Linked DNA regions of Sparus aurata: region 1 is linked to region 2. Evidence: chromatin contacts called from public Hi-C data. All regions are on one chromosome and are shown on one strand. Each heading gives the region's core, a stretch centred on a gene start, on an enhancer-like site or on the middle of the called end of the contact. The rest is flanking DNA. Distances are from core to core; before and after follow the strand shown.

Evidence for each region. Hi-C and Micro-C count contacts between places; a contact is called where the count stands out from the background.
Region 1: a Hi-C map of skeletal muscle shows a contact between it and region 2, with 6 times the contacts expected there. The contact joins the promoter of LOC115570773 here to the promoter of mki67 in region 2. A contact is called at or near these places in 2 of 2 Hi-C or Micro-C datasets (skeletal muscle and an unstated tissue).

What each region holds. Positions count from the first base shown.
Region 1 is chr20:11,789,251-11,796,512 of fSpaAur1.1, forward strand. It overlaps LOC115570773 (gap junction delta-3 protein), which reads right to left and starts at 3,623. Exons shown (of 2, transcript XM_030399481.1): 1 at 3,491-3,623; 2 at 1-2,012. The coding sequence starts at 1,954. The coding sequence ends at 1,079. top2a (DNA topoisomerase II alpha) reads right to left here. Exons shown (of 35, transcript XM_030400870.1): 27 at 7,135-7,218; 28 at 6,827-7,036; 29 at 6,602-6,722; 30 at 5,818-5,985; 31 at 5,260-5,440; 32 at 5,098-5,153; 33 at 4,871-5,002; 34 at 4,389-4,621; 35 at 3,684-4,248. The coding sequence ends at 4,099.
Region 2 is chr20:11,591,354-11,598,525 of fSpaAur1.1, forward strand. mki67 (marker of proliferation Ki-67) reads right to left here and starts at 4,870. Exons shown (of 13, transcript XM_030400852.1): 1 at 4,693-4,870; 2 at 2,650-2,719; 3 at 2,482-2,557; 4 at 1,449-2,111; 5 at 1,076-1,308; 6 at 325-940; 7 at 85-200. The coding sequence starts at 1,977. It overlaps raraa (retinoic acid receptor, alpha a), which reads right to left. Exons shown (of 11, transcript XM_030400692.1): 11 at 6,841-7,172.

The sequences.
Region 1 (7,262 bases), core at 2,373-4,872, 200 kb after region 2:
ATGGATGTTGATGGATGTAATTCAGTGAAATGATCACAGGACATGAATATAAAGCAACATCTGTAAGGTGGTGGGGTTGTCTGTGTTGGAAAAAGACCTTGTGCCACTTTGTAATAAAGCATCTTTATATTAGGTTTGTGAGTTAAAATAACTTTTGTTTTAATGGTTAAGAATGAGAAGAAATTTGGCAGTGATGGGTCAGTGTTCTTACCTGGTTATGATGCAGCTATAAATACCACCAATTAATGCTTAATGAGTTGTTAAGAAATGGAATGTGGCACAGTCCTTCAGTTCAGTCAGCCAAAGAGATTTTTTTTTATTCACAATCTGGCAACTCAAAAGTGGTTCTCGACAAGACCCTCTATAGCCGTTCTATCAAGATTTAGCAGATTATTTACCCAGTTATATAGCTAGCATAACTAACCCAGTATTGATAAATGTACACCTCATACACTCAGGACCTTTGTGCAAAAATGTACTAATAATACCTCAATATAGAATCCAAGGGAAGTCTTTGTCAACAAAACAGTCACAAAAAGAAATAGTTTGACATTTTTGAAAACTTAACATTTTTGTTCATCATATACCAAGCTACAGCCAGCATCGGCCTAGTTTAGCTTAACAGAAAAGACAGAAAACAAGAGGGAAATAGCTAACGTCAGACACTTCTGCTCTCCCGCCGGAGAGCAGTGGGGAAACCATAACGTACTGCTTTTACACTCCTTTTTTTTCCTTTTGTATGGATTAAACAAATAAAACGTGGTATCAGATGCTACCCCCCCGGAATAAGTGGATTAAGAAGGGTTCGGTACATGGATGTACAATCAGATTTCTTCAAAACAAAGAAGCAATCAGTGCATCAAGTGTAATCCACGGGCCCTTTCCCTCCTGTAATATTTGTATTATGTAATGATTCATCAGACCAAACAAGTCAACAGTGCGTCCGCCTTTATCAAAGCAATCAGTCTCGTCTTCTCTAATTTCCTGTCTACTGTGAACTCCCTGATGATGTCTCTTACGCTAAGGAAGTGGCATTCAGGAAACAGTTCCAACACTTAGATGAGGGTAAGTGAAGCTCTCACACCATGAATGTCCTGCTGCTCACAGATTTGACAGCCCTGGGTTTGTGGCTGTAGCTGGAGGCCTTCCTAATCGCGCTGCTCCTCATCGATCCCGCCTTCATCCTCACGCTGCTGTACGCTCTCTCTGGGGCCTTAAATGCGCTAGGTTTCCCATTTGCTGCCACTGCCTCCTCTTGCTTGACGTTGTGGAGGTTCTCGCAGACGTAAGAGGAGGAATCCGTGGTGACGGACCCCCGGCTTGAGCAGAACCACTTCTTGGAGCCGTAGAGAACCTCTGCGCAGCTGGAGATGAATGCTATCAGCCCCACGGCGAAGTAGAAGCAGAGGAAGATTGTTTTCTCTGCGGGGCGCGAGGTGAAGCAGTCCACTGTGTAGGGGCAAGGAAAGCGGCTGCAGGGGAACTGGGCATCCACCTGGAAGCCGTACAGCCACCACTGTCCCAAGAGAAAGCCAACTTCTGCAAATATGCGGAAGATCACGTTGACCATGTAAAGCCTCCTCAAACGGCGGTCTTGTCTCTGGTCCCGGCTGCAAATCTGGTTGAACTTGGGGTGGGCGGCGGTCCTCTTGCTGTGGTGATGCGCGGCGTACATGAGGAAAACCAAGGAAGGTGTGGCGATGAGGACGACGTGAAACACCCAGAATCTGTACTGGGAGATGGGGAAGGCCATGTCGTAGCACACCTGTCTGCAGCCCGGCTGGAGGGTGTTGCAGACAAACTCCTCTTGCTCGTCATCAAACAGGTCGCTGGCTACAGTTCCCAGGATCACAATCCTGAAGATAAGCATGAGCAGGAGCCAGAAACGACCAAGCATCGGCGAGTGGACCTGGAGGCTGTCGAAGAGCACGCCGAGGAAGCCCCATTCCCCCATGATCGCAGCGCCGGTATGGCTTCTTGAGAATCTGGAGATCTATCCGCCTCGGAGCTGTCTTTGATAAAAGAGAAACCAAAGTGTGTCTTATTATGTCCAACTTATGACTCAAAGGAGGGTCTAAGGTCAGTCAGCTTATCTAGGTGTTCTTTTTTTTTTAATCATTCAAAGTGGTGATAAAACTCACATTCTAATTACCTGAAACCAAAAATGAAACACGGTTACACCACCTGCAATAACAGGAATTTATCAATAGCAGGAAAGGAATAAAACAATCACAGCGGCACCATTAAACCTCTTGGTATTCCCCTCATCTTTAGGTTTTGTTTTGACAGATGACTGTGAAGATATTGAAAGAGAAAACAGTCAGACCTCACGATGTGATATCTATATAAAAAAAAGTTTGCTATAAAGTACATTCATCCCTCGAAACACAGGTGACCCCGTGTTTGAAAAAACACGGCGCGCACACACTGTTGGCCTCCCCTATGGTAGGTAAAACATGACAAAGTGCCTTCTCCTTACCCCACTGGTTGCCCCTTGCACACATGTGGTGCCCTTTTTTTTGATCTAGTTCACCCCTGGCCCTCACACATCCTGAATCCGCCACTGAAATAATTAACCAGTCACCAGAAATTTTGGTTGATTGGTTGTCGTTTATTCTTCACATATTTGACCTTCATTTTCGTGGCACAGCCGTTATGAATACAGCATCGTTCAATCTACAGGCTGCTGCTTGTGCAAGTAACCTGACTGGTTGAGCTACTTGCTGGTCTGTACTCAGATTTCTGACAAGTCAGTGGCAGCAAGATGACAAAACAAGCCGAGGCTTTAAGGCATTAGGGATTTGATTTACCTGAAGCAGAGACACGCGAAAACCAAACCATGAAAAGAAAAAAAAAAATCCTGTTTTCTGGTTCCTCGTCCTCTCCTGCTCAGATATGTCCCAGGACAAAATGGAGGAGGATATATAAAAATTGTGTCCAATCAAGCGTTACACCTTGGTCCACACCAGCTCTCACTCCAAATGGCATGTGGTGGAGGCTTGCAGGGGCTTCTAATTGAGAGGGTGGCAACCGGAAATTCCTGCAACGTCCTAATCTGGACCCATCAAGAGTCCCAGACAGGAGTGATGTTTACCCAAGAAAGGCAAACTCTTGATGAGCATTTCAAAGAGCTTCCTAAATGGCAGGAAGGGTCAGCCTTAAGCTGCACCAACTGTTTTCTCTGATCACAAAGGGCAACACGCGAACACTTGCGTAATGCTACCCTGTGATGAACTGTTTCATTCAGAAAGCAGTCAAGACAATTTTTATTGAGCTTTGTGGTTCAAGATTTGTTCTTTTTATCTTAGCCGTTATAACTGTATGTCAATGATTTTATGACTTGGAATCAGTTTATCAAAGTTGTATTAGATAAGGAGAATTCTTTCACTTTCTACTCTCAACATTCACAATCTCAATTTGTGCATAAAAGCCAAGTCTTAAAGATTTTAACCTCTGAAATGAAATCATGGTTAATAAAAGTGTTACTTACCCATCCAACTTCCCCAAAGACTTGTTTCCCATTACACCAGTCCTATCTACCACATGTGCAGCTTATCAGTCTCCCTCCCCGAAACACTACTGAGAAACCTGACTTGTACAGACACAAATTCAACGGCACGTTTCACTCGACGTTAGCCCTAAAGCAATCCCATCATGTGACTCTCATTTCCAAATACGCTGCAATCGGTACAAACAGGTTAACTTTATTTTTTTGCCATATAAACTTAACAGCCATTGAAATATTTACAAGACAGGACACAAACAAACAAAAGTGGATTACAAAGAAATGTCGAGTAGCCATAAGTGTTAGTAATTTGGACACTAAAAGCAGAGATACTCAGGTGTAACAAGGGTCAAGCACCTGACACAGAAACAGATTCTATTTCAATTTTTTCTACAATCAATCAATCAGCTTTGTAAAAACTGCAGGTCCATTCAAGCAACAAGTGTAAATGCAACGGTGCTTCCAGTGATAAAAGCAAAGCCATATGTCAGCATATGGCACAAACTTTATGTATAACTTACTAAAGAACCGGTCTTTGATACAAGATCTATGAAAAAAATTGGCCATGTAGACACTGGTTTAGGGACTAAGTTTTAAAAGTCTTCATCGGAGTCTGAGTCCAGGTTGTAGGTTACAGGTTTCCGGGCACGTGAGGGCTTGTCCCGCGGCGCCACCGCCACGGGAGATGCTTCCTCCTGATCTGAGACCTGGAAGCTGTCGTCATCGAGCCACTTCTTGGTTTTCTACAGGTACAGAGAAAATGTTCAAGTTTATAACAAGGTGATGATAATGACTTGAACTAAATAGATTTATAAAATGAGGTCTGCTGGCCCATTAACATGTAAAAACCCTTTCTCAAATTAGAGTTCAGTGTAAAACTGACCTTGCTGCCGGCAGTTGTTTTGGCCTTCAGACGTGACATGAGGTTGTCTGAGTCGCTGTCAGAGTTGTCGCTGTCGGCCTGTTTCCGTTTTAGAACGGGCTTCGCCTTTGTGACCGGAGCTTTAGCTTCGCCCTCAGAGTCGCTGGTGTCAAACGTAGGGACCTTCTTGGCAGGCTTGCTGGACGTTGCTTTGGGCTTCGAAAAAACATCCATGATGGACGGCTGCTTCACATCTATGAGAAACAAACAGGAAGAACAAACCAAGAATGCATTTCAGTTCTTTTCTCCAACCATCACGCACTTTAATCACAAGTTAACAACAAATATTTGTAACAAACATGTAAAACTATAACTGTAATTTAGCTTTTGTAATCTTGACTTTTTATTGGTATCATTTCTCAAAAAAATACATAAACAGAGAAACATCAGTGTGTCATAAACCACGCTGAGCTGTTCCTAATTATTGTTTAATGGCTGTTTACCTGCAGCCTTCTTCTTGGATGCAGCTGGTTTCCTGGCAGCAGGAGCTTTCTTAGGCGCAGCCTCTTTTGTTTTATCTTTGGTTGTACGTTGAACTGGTGCCTTGGCTGCAGGCACCTGATCATCAGAGGGAGCTGTGAAGCGCCACAAGAGCAAATAATTAGATCTCAGATAAATTAGCCCATTATTCCTCAAGCTCATCACAGGAGTGTTACACAAAAATACTTACAGCTCGACTTGCTTTCAGCTTGTTTCACTGTGGATTTGCTCTTCACCACCTTCTTCCTGCATAGAAATAATGAAATTCAATTATAAGATCAATATAAAAATGTTCTGATAAAAGCCCTGATGTTACAGAAGAAGTTTTGTACGTCATTGTCTTCATACTCACGTGGGCTCTGGAGCTTTAGGAGGTGGGGCTGGTGAGTCCACATCGCTGTCAGGCATGGAGCTGGGCTCTGGGGCGAAGCTGGTATCATCATCACTGACAACAGCTTTCTGCACTGGAGCTTCCTTCTTCCCCCAGTCATCAAATTCATCTTCACTGTCAGACATACTGTACTTCACCGCAGCTTCAGAAAAAAAACAACGGAAAGGTTTGATTAACCAATGCTGCCGGGTATTCTACGGTTTTTGTTTTTTTTAATCCAAAATTAGACTGAAAAGTTTGTTTTCCCTCGAGATATCCATAATAGAGGAGTCACTACAGTCAGGAAGACCAGTTGGGGACGAATTGAGATAAGAGAGCTAATTAGCCTTAGGAAATGCAGCTTTTCAACATTTTAATTAAAATCAAAACATTTCAAGAGTGATTACATCTAATCTGGTGTTCTGGGTATGTATGAGCAAACAGCTGAGACAGTCCTTTTCAGAGGAGGATGGGAAACAACTATTTAAACCCCCGTCTAACCGTCACTGATGACAGGTCAGGATCATCTGGTAGATTCACCTTTAGTTTTACGTTCAACCCGCTCCCTGGGGGCAACCACTTCCTCCACCTCCATGTCACTGTCGCCAGACTGATTGTCAGACTCTTCGTCCGACCACGGGTTCTTCTTGGACTTCTTGGAAACGGGCTTGAACTGAAGAGTGCTCTGCTTGCCGGTCTTTGATGCCACTGCTGCAAAGAAGAGTGTTCCTTAGTCATCTTTAATAAAAATGCAATAAAGCTTCATATATTTTATAATGATGGTTAAAGTTTTTTTATTTCTTTTAAGTCCTTTAAGCTATCCACTGTGGGAATATAGGTGCCGCTGTTGGTAAATGGATATTCAGACAGAACTTTTAAATGCTGGTGCAGAATTGTTAATAGCAAATTATGATGTAGATAACAAAGTCCATATATTATTGCCCCAATTTTGCAATCATATATTATTGCCCCAGTTTTGCAATCAAGCAGTATGACATGACACCTGAGTCAGTTTGTTATCAAGTGGAGTTTGCAGATGATGCATTTTCACAGAGCTGCCACTAGATGTTACTAAAGAATAGTTGGTTGCTGGTTAATTGTATGCAAACACTGAGGGAGTTGAAGGCTTAAAATGATTGTTTTATTATCATTATTCAACAAATAATCTTGCTGCATATTTCTCGAATGAGTGGAATATAAGTTGAATTTGAGCTATGAAGAAAAAACATACATCATAAAAATGAGAATATACCAAGAACAGAACTCATCATCAACTCAAGTTTGGCCAATTATCGTTTTCATGTGTCATTTCAGCCATTTTTACCTTTTTCCTTCGCCTGGGTTTTAGTTTTCTTCGTCAGTCGTGCAGCCAAACCAACCTCCTCGCTCGGCTCTGCGTTCTCTGCATCTTCTCCAAACTCCATCTTCATCACCACATCTTCGCTCTACATTACAGAAATGTAGTCAAGTTAAATGTTATTTCATTTCGGCAGTGTGCTAAACCAAAAATAGTTCAAGACGCAGATTTAAATTTCATGAAAAGACATACCTTGACTTTTTTGCCCCTCTTGCCTTCTCCCTTCTTGAGATCAGCCTTCCTGTTGGCCTCAGCTTTCATGGTGCTGGTAACGCGTGGGATAACGCGGCGACCCTGTGGTGTTGGCATAGTCTCCTGCTTCACCTTCACCGCTTTGCCTTTACCAGCGCCCTTTTTAACGACAGGCATGGCGGCACTCTCCTTTTCTTTTGCCTCACATTTCTGAGCACAAGAAGGAACAGGATATTGTCAGTGAGTATATGTGACTAAAGAAGTGCACTTATGGCTGGATGTATAAAAATTAGACAACGAGCCGGTACCTCCAGTTCCTCAGAGAAAGCAGCCAGGTCTTCCTTCCACATGTCTGCTGGACTCTTCTTTTTCAGGGCGTTCAGCTCTGTAATCTATAAGACAGCAGTCAGGTCAGAAATTGACAAAGTTTGCATTA
Region 2 (7,172 bases), core at 3,620-6,119:
TCAGTAAGAGTAAGTAAGACTTAGAAGTTCTAATGTGATCTGCTCTAAAAGGGTCCTGTATTCAGGAACAGGAATATTGTTTACCTGGAGTTTGGACACAGTCTTCTTCATTGTCTTTTTGGGGACTGCCGTTTTAGCTGGAATAGCCACTTGAACCTTAGTTTGCCCAAATTTCACCATGTCTGCGTAGGAATTCATGGCTGAAAGGAGAGCCAGAAAAGGGAGAAATGAACACAGAAATTGATCATAAAGTGCATGGACCAAAGGTAAGATTTACAATATAAAAAGATGTACAGTATATCATAATTCAGGGTTTGAACATACCTTTGATAGATGCCCTTGAAATGCCACTTCTGCGCAGCACTTTTACAGCACTCTTTGCGATGCTCTTCCGTGAGGTGTTCTTCATGCTTTTCCTCATTAGGGGTATTTTAGGAGTTACTGTGACCAAAGGCACCTGGTCAGTAACGGCATCTTCAGCAATTGGAGATGGTGTGCTGATGCGTGACACAGAGAATCGCCCTTGTACTGTGGGGGTCTGTTTGATGGCCTTAGGAGTTTCCATTTTGTTTGCAGATGCAGCCTTGGGAGTAGGGCTCCTTGATTTTGGGGACTTCTGTGCAGGGGTTGCTGCCTTGGGAGAAGGAGACTTGGATTTTGGGGACTTCTTTGCAGGGGTTTCTGGCTTGGGAGAAGGAGACTTGGATTTTGGGGACTTCTTTGCAGGGGTTTCTGGCTTGGGAGAAGGAGACTTGGATTTTGGGGACTTCTTTGCAGGGGTTTCTGGCTTGGGAGAAGGAGACTTGGATTTTGGGGACTTCTTTGCAGGGGTTTCTGCCTTGGGAGAAGGAGACTTGGATTCTGGGGATTTCTTTGCAGGTGATGGAGTCTTAGGTGAAGCCTTCTTGGCACCTGGTGATTTCTTAGGCGATGGATGCTCCTACAAAAGCAAAAAAAAACCAAACAAACCAAAAAAACAAAGAAAGTAAAAAGAATAATTTAAAAAAAACATCATGTAAGGGGGAACAGTTCTGTGCGGTCAAACTTGAGTCCTCCTTGTCCAGTAAAGTCTTACCTGGAGCAAGCCAATGACTGATGCTCGTCTGAGAAGTGAGTTTTTGGGTCGATACAGGGATAGGCTTCTCCTAGGAGTGGCCCCCTTGCGTAACGGAGAGTCAGGAGGCAGTCGTTTGTCAAATAACTCCGGACTCAGCTGCCCGCCAAAGGAAACCCGTTTCCTTTTCATTTGTGATGTGGGCAAGTCGGCAACAAGTTCTCCACTTTTGCGTTTCTTGGACGTCTCTTTTACTGATAAATGAATTGTAAATGTGAAATGAAACATAAGAAACAACCAAATATTTCTGAAACATGCTCAAGTTATTTCTGCAATTCAGGTAACACTGTTCAAAATTTGAAGAGAAACAACATAGTGTAAAAATATTTATTACCTTTTTCAACCTTTCCTGAGTTCTTTGGAGATGCTTTTGTTTTGGGAGAAGTCACTGCTTGCTTTTCTTGTTCCTTGGACACTGCAGGTTTGGCTGGTGTGGCCTCCTTGCTTCTCCTTCTCACAGGTGACTTGGGTGTTTGAGTGGAAACTTGCTCAATAACCTCACATGCAGTAAACCTTTGAGGAGGTGAACGGTTTCTCTTCTGAGGTGACACTGCCTCTGATTTGGCACCATTTCCAGCTTCGGGTCCCCCCATCACAGTAGAAGGAACTTCAAAGGACTTCCTCTGCTTCTTAACTGACTTCGGGGTCCCATTACCCATTTTTTCTTCCACCTCCTTTGTTTCATCAGCTCCAGAAGAGACTTCATCCTTAGGAGTGCTTTTGTCTTCTGAGGAAATTACAGGCTTTCCACCACTTTTTCTGACTGAAACAGGTTTTGGAGTGCAGAGCTTCGAGGAAGGCGTTTGAAGCAGGCTGACAGAAGATTTACGCGGGGTCTTAACATCCAGAGATTTTTTGATCATTTGATACAGATCGTTGAAGGGGGATGCGGTCTTGTTGTGCAGCAGGCTATGATCCTCCTTGGGATCCACCTCCACATTTTTCTCCAGAGAACGCTGGATGTTGTCATTGTTAGTACCATCTTTTAGATGAGGGCCTAAAACAGAGCCAACAATAAAAAAGGCTTGTACACTTTAAAGTGCAAGGGCTGCAAAAACATTTTCACTTATCTGTCAGATGTTTACCAGAATGGGCTAAATACTACTACAACAACAACAACAACCACCACAAAGACTTATATTTTGAGACTAATCTGTTTGGAGCCTCAAATTCATTGTTCTGTATACATAGAAAATTCATAGCAAGACTTCCATCTACATTTTCAAAACTACTTGATAAAATATTTGATTCCATTATGTTTAATCAGCTGCAAAGTAAACACCAATTCTGTGAGTTCTCCAACTGTAATTGTGTAACATTATCTTCAACTACAGCTAATTCACAATAACACTGTCACATAGTCTCACCTGTGGACACTTCAGAGATCCTTTTCCCTCCTGTTTCAGTGGTGACAGTGTGTCCCACCTGCTGATCTTTAAGAACCTAGGCATGAGACACTTTTGTTAAACAGGCAAAGTCAAGATGTTGGGATGGCTGCAGTGCTCTAGCGAGAACATAAATAATCTGCAAGTTACCTTGAGGGTTTCAGTTTTGCCTCCTATGGAAGACCTCTTCTTTGGTGTGGGTGCTGGAGGGTACTCGAACCTGAAATGACAATCATCAGAAAATATAACTAGAACTTCATCTACATACGTCAATAAAATGCCAACTTCACCATTCCCATTGCATCTGGTATATATACCATTTAAATACATACCATCTGTACTTAAATGTCCCTACAATGTGTTCTTGGAAGTACAGGTAAAACTATCAATGAAAACCAAAAATGATGCATGTATGGGATAAAAAATTGTAGAACTCTTGATTTTTGTACAGACAATAGAGATAGCATTTGCAGGTTGTGACAAATATTTTAAAGCGAAACTCTCGCCAAAATGCAACCTAGGCTTTTTTTGTGTGAATGTACCCGAGTCAAACTATTTTTTTCAAATCAATACACTTGATACTGAAGTAATAGTAAAAGTAAGGAGGTAGGAGCAATAAGAATGGTAAATTGTTTCTCTTCACACCCACCTGAAAGAACGGTCAATAATAGTTATAACATCTCCATGCTTCAGACGCTCAGATTGTTGCAAAGCTTCTCCGTTGACACAAGTTGGATTCACTGAGCTCAAATTTGTCAAAACGACCTGAAAGAGTCAAAGATTAAAATCATATCAAACGCACGCCCTCAAAGTGAAGAATATTGTCAGCCCGGCTTTTACTGCTATCTAGGTCAAAATTTCCCACAATGAACCCACAAGTGATTTAGGAATGAGACTTTTTTGTTGACACTGGAATGAACATAAGACATAAATGATTATTCAAATACGAATTCCTCATTATCCCAGGTATGCTTTAGAGTTGAATCACTGAAGTTAGCATGGTCATGTTTCGCATGTGTCATTACCTCTTTATTTTCATTCAAGTCAATCCTGCAATGCTCCTTGGAGACTTGAGGAAGCTGAATGCGAATGTCACAGTCTGGCTTCCTGCAAAGATCACAGAGAAAACATGTGTCAACAAAACACACATTACCTGAACCGCCCAAGGTTTTCAGTGGCACTTGTTAATGAGTATTTTATGAAATATTCCAGGGTCCAAGAGTAAAGTGAACCTGTAAACTGGAGCTACTTCATGTATGAACAAGGGAAAGACATGCGTTAACATTTCTGACGTCAGCAGCAGAGGGCCCGCCTCCAAACTAACAAGGATTTTATAGCACCTCTGTCAACCCCAACACGAGGCTGCTCATAGTTAATGCTGGCTTTAACATAAATGTGTGCATGTGCTTAAAGATATGTGCTAAACACAATAGTGCAGTTTAAATATAACAAACGAAGGGTGGTGATTTAATCTGTAAACATGACCTCCCATTACACCCACAAAATGCATTTTACTGCTCTTACCTTCCAAATAAGCATGTTGCAGTAAGAGGAAACTCAGTCCCATCTCCTCCACTCCTCTTAATCACCACTATCTTTCCATGCAATGGCATTTTCGTAACGTTACCTGGAAAAAACGAGTGTCAAACCATAGTGCTAACACAACAAATGTGAATTTTTAAAGAGTGACGTTAAAAAACGGCCCATTTAAACAGGAAACAAACTAAATGGGGAGATTTTCGGGAAAATACAACATTTCAATCGTTTACGACGTTTCATCATATCAAATTTACTGCACGTTAACATTAATTGAAATTTGTTGACGAAAGGTATATCATTTTTTAATCAATAACGTTACTGTGTTTTAACGCTGACAATTTTTTCGACGTTAGCGTTAACGTTACACATCAACTCAGAAGATCTCTGTTCGGACACACTGACATTAAAAACACCCAGCTGAAAATTCAGCGTCACCCCACGTGTAATGTCGCCTCGAAAGTGCCGATATACTTTTGTCAGAAATGATAACGTTATATTGTTGCAGAAATGTTTCAAGAAAAGCGACAATTTACCGATACAAGATGCATTGTCCGTTGATACATGTCACTGAACGTTAACGTTAGCTAGCTAGAACTTTAATATGTGCCCATGGTTGGACAGACTGAAAAATATGTCCATGCGTTGTAGCCTTACCTGGAAATCAAAGACGCGTCAACTTCTGGCAAGCCATAAACCGGGATGCGGCGAAGATTAGTTTTACTATAATGTCATATCAGACTAAACGTAACCTACCGTACACTACAATGTACATCGACGAATGGCTAACGGCAGCTAACATGAGCAGCCGTCATTTGTCGCCTCTCGCCTCTTACACAGAGGTGCCGTAGTATCACTCCGCCACTCAATACACACTGTAATTGAAAGAGACACGCGGTTTAACTTGTGTTTTGCGGTACAATAGATGTATTTTTGAGTAACTGTGTTTTTAAAGTTTAATATTATTGTCAGCATCAAATGTAACTGCCATTAACGTAAAGGGGACTATTTTGTTTACGATTCTGGCGGAACGATTTCACTTCGGTACAGGGACACTGATTTGAAAATGTTTGAAATTCCGCGCGAAGAACTGTGATTGGTTGATACGTCACCATCTCAAAGAAAGGGCGGGGCATAGGACTTGGAAAATTATTGCAAAGCCGAGACTAGACAGTCTTTATCACTGAGCTTCTTTATAGAAACCAGATGGCATTTATAATTTTATCAAGAGATTACAAAGAATATACTAATGATTTATAGAAAAAATTCTCATTTTGTTTCAGACTTTTGTAAGAGTTAATATCATTTAAATATAGTTGTTGGGGTTAACTAACCTCAACAAGCTCCACTTGAATGGATCTTCAGAGACAGCCGCTCAAATCCAGATTAACTGTCTACTACTGTTTATAGCTCTGTATTGGGTAGCCGTTATTTATAATCATATATCATGATAGTATATATTATATACAGATCTTTTTTGCATGAGACATTTTGTCTGTTGTCATGTTATTGCAGGACTAGCTTGGCTTATTGGGACACCTCTGTGGTGCAGAGCCATCATCAATGTTACTAGTTAGATCTGTACTGTTTCTGCTATAAATGTTTGTGATACATATATATATATATATATATATATATATATATATATATATATATATATGTATATATATATATATATGTATATATATATATATATATATATATATATATATATATATATATATATATATATATATATATATATATATATATATATGCACTTAGAATTAGTCTGTTGATATGCGGCTATTCGGAAAATGGCAATTTTGTCCCAGTTACTTTTTAACAGCGTCATTTGAGCAAAATAGCTTGCTTCAGGAAATATGAAATAACAAATGAGAACAAATGATTCGCTATCCAACAGCAGCTTTCACTTGAAGCTAGCTGCTGTTGACTCTGGTGCAAAATAAAACAAAAATGGACAGTAATCCACCCAGGTCCTGTTTGACAGCCTAAAACATCCCATATAAGTAATAAAACATATCCAGATGTTTATGATCTACTCAGACTGCATACATTACATTGCCTAAAATTGCATGTGCTGAAGACTGTTTAAAAACTCTTTTTCTTTTCATCCAAGCCTTTATGCCCCCACCACCTTTCAACACAAAGTAAGGTCCTTTAAGTTACTACACTATGCTAGTGATTGCTAAACAGCAGCCACTGTGGCCACAAGTGATGATTATAGGATAGTGGCAATTGCTAGATAATCATACAGTCAGTAGTATATTTATACAGCAAACTATCAAATGTTTGCTAACATTAGCCACTATCAACTACTGCTCACATAAGATCAACTAATGCTGTCGGTGCAAAACCTGTGAGAGCGGTGATTTGAGCACAGGTGTGTTCAACGGCTCATGAATTCAACTTTTACAAGGAAGAATGTGCTAAACTAAAAAAAAAAGAATTGTTCGATTTTTAAAAATTTTTCTCAATTGGTGACACGCAAATTAATTGATTTCTGTTTCACTTTAACCTAAACTCAATGCTGATTTCGATTAAGGTCACTGTCATGAAGATTCCTGGTACTGACATAAATATCAAGAGTAAACTGTGAATCCTTGTTATCAGTCTCTGCAATGCTTTGCTATAGCTGCACACACAAAAAGACGGTTCTTCTGAGGCTTCACGAAAGTGTGTCTGCCTTCTCTTTCTCCCCGAACTTCTTCTTTCTGTGGATAGGATGTATAAAAACCTACTGAGAACCATCCTGTGGCACAGCATGAAAAGAACGACACATGCGAATAACACAAACACATTTGATAATTATTAAATGTTGGTTTTATTTTTGATCTTTTTTTGTTGTTTTGTCTTTTTTTTTCCAAAGTCGCTTGATAATCTTGACAAAATTGCAACATATTCCATACTTCTCAAACTGACGCTGTGTCTGTTGCTATTCCAGATTAGCTGTGGAGGGAAAAGTTGTGCGCTGTTCTGGACAGGTGAAGTCCTAAATGATGAAAGCAGCTTTGACCGTACAAATAAAAGAAAAAAAAAGAAAAAGGAAAAAAAAAGAAAAGAAAACATGAACGACTCAGAGAGACTCCACACTGGCATCCTATGTCGTAACGTGTTGGGGTTCAGGGCCGGCGTCT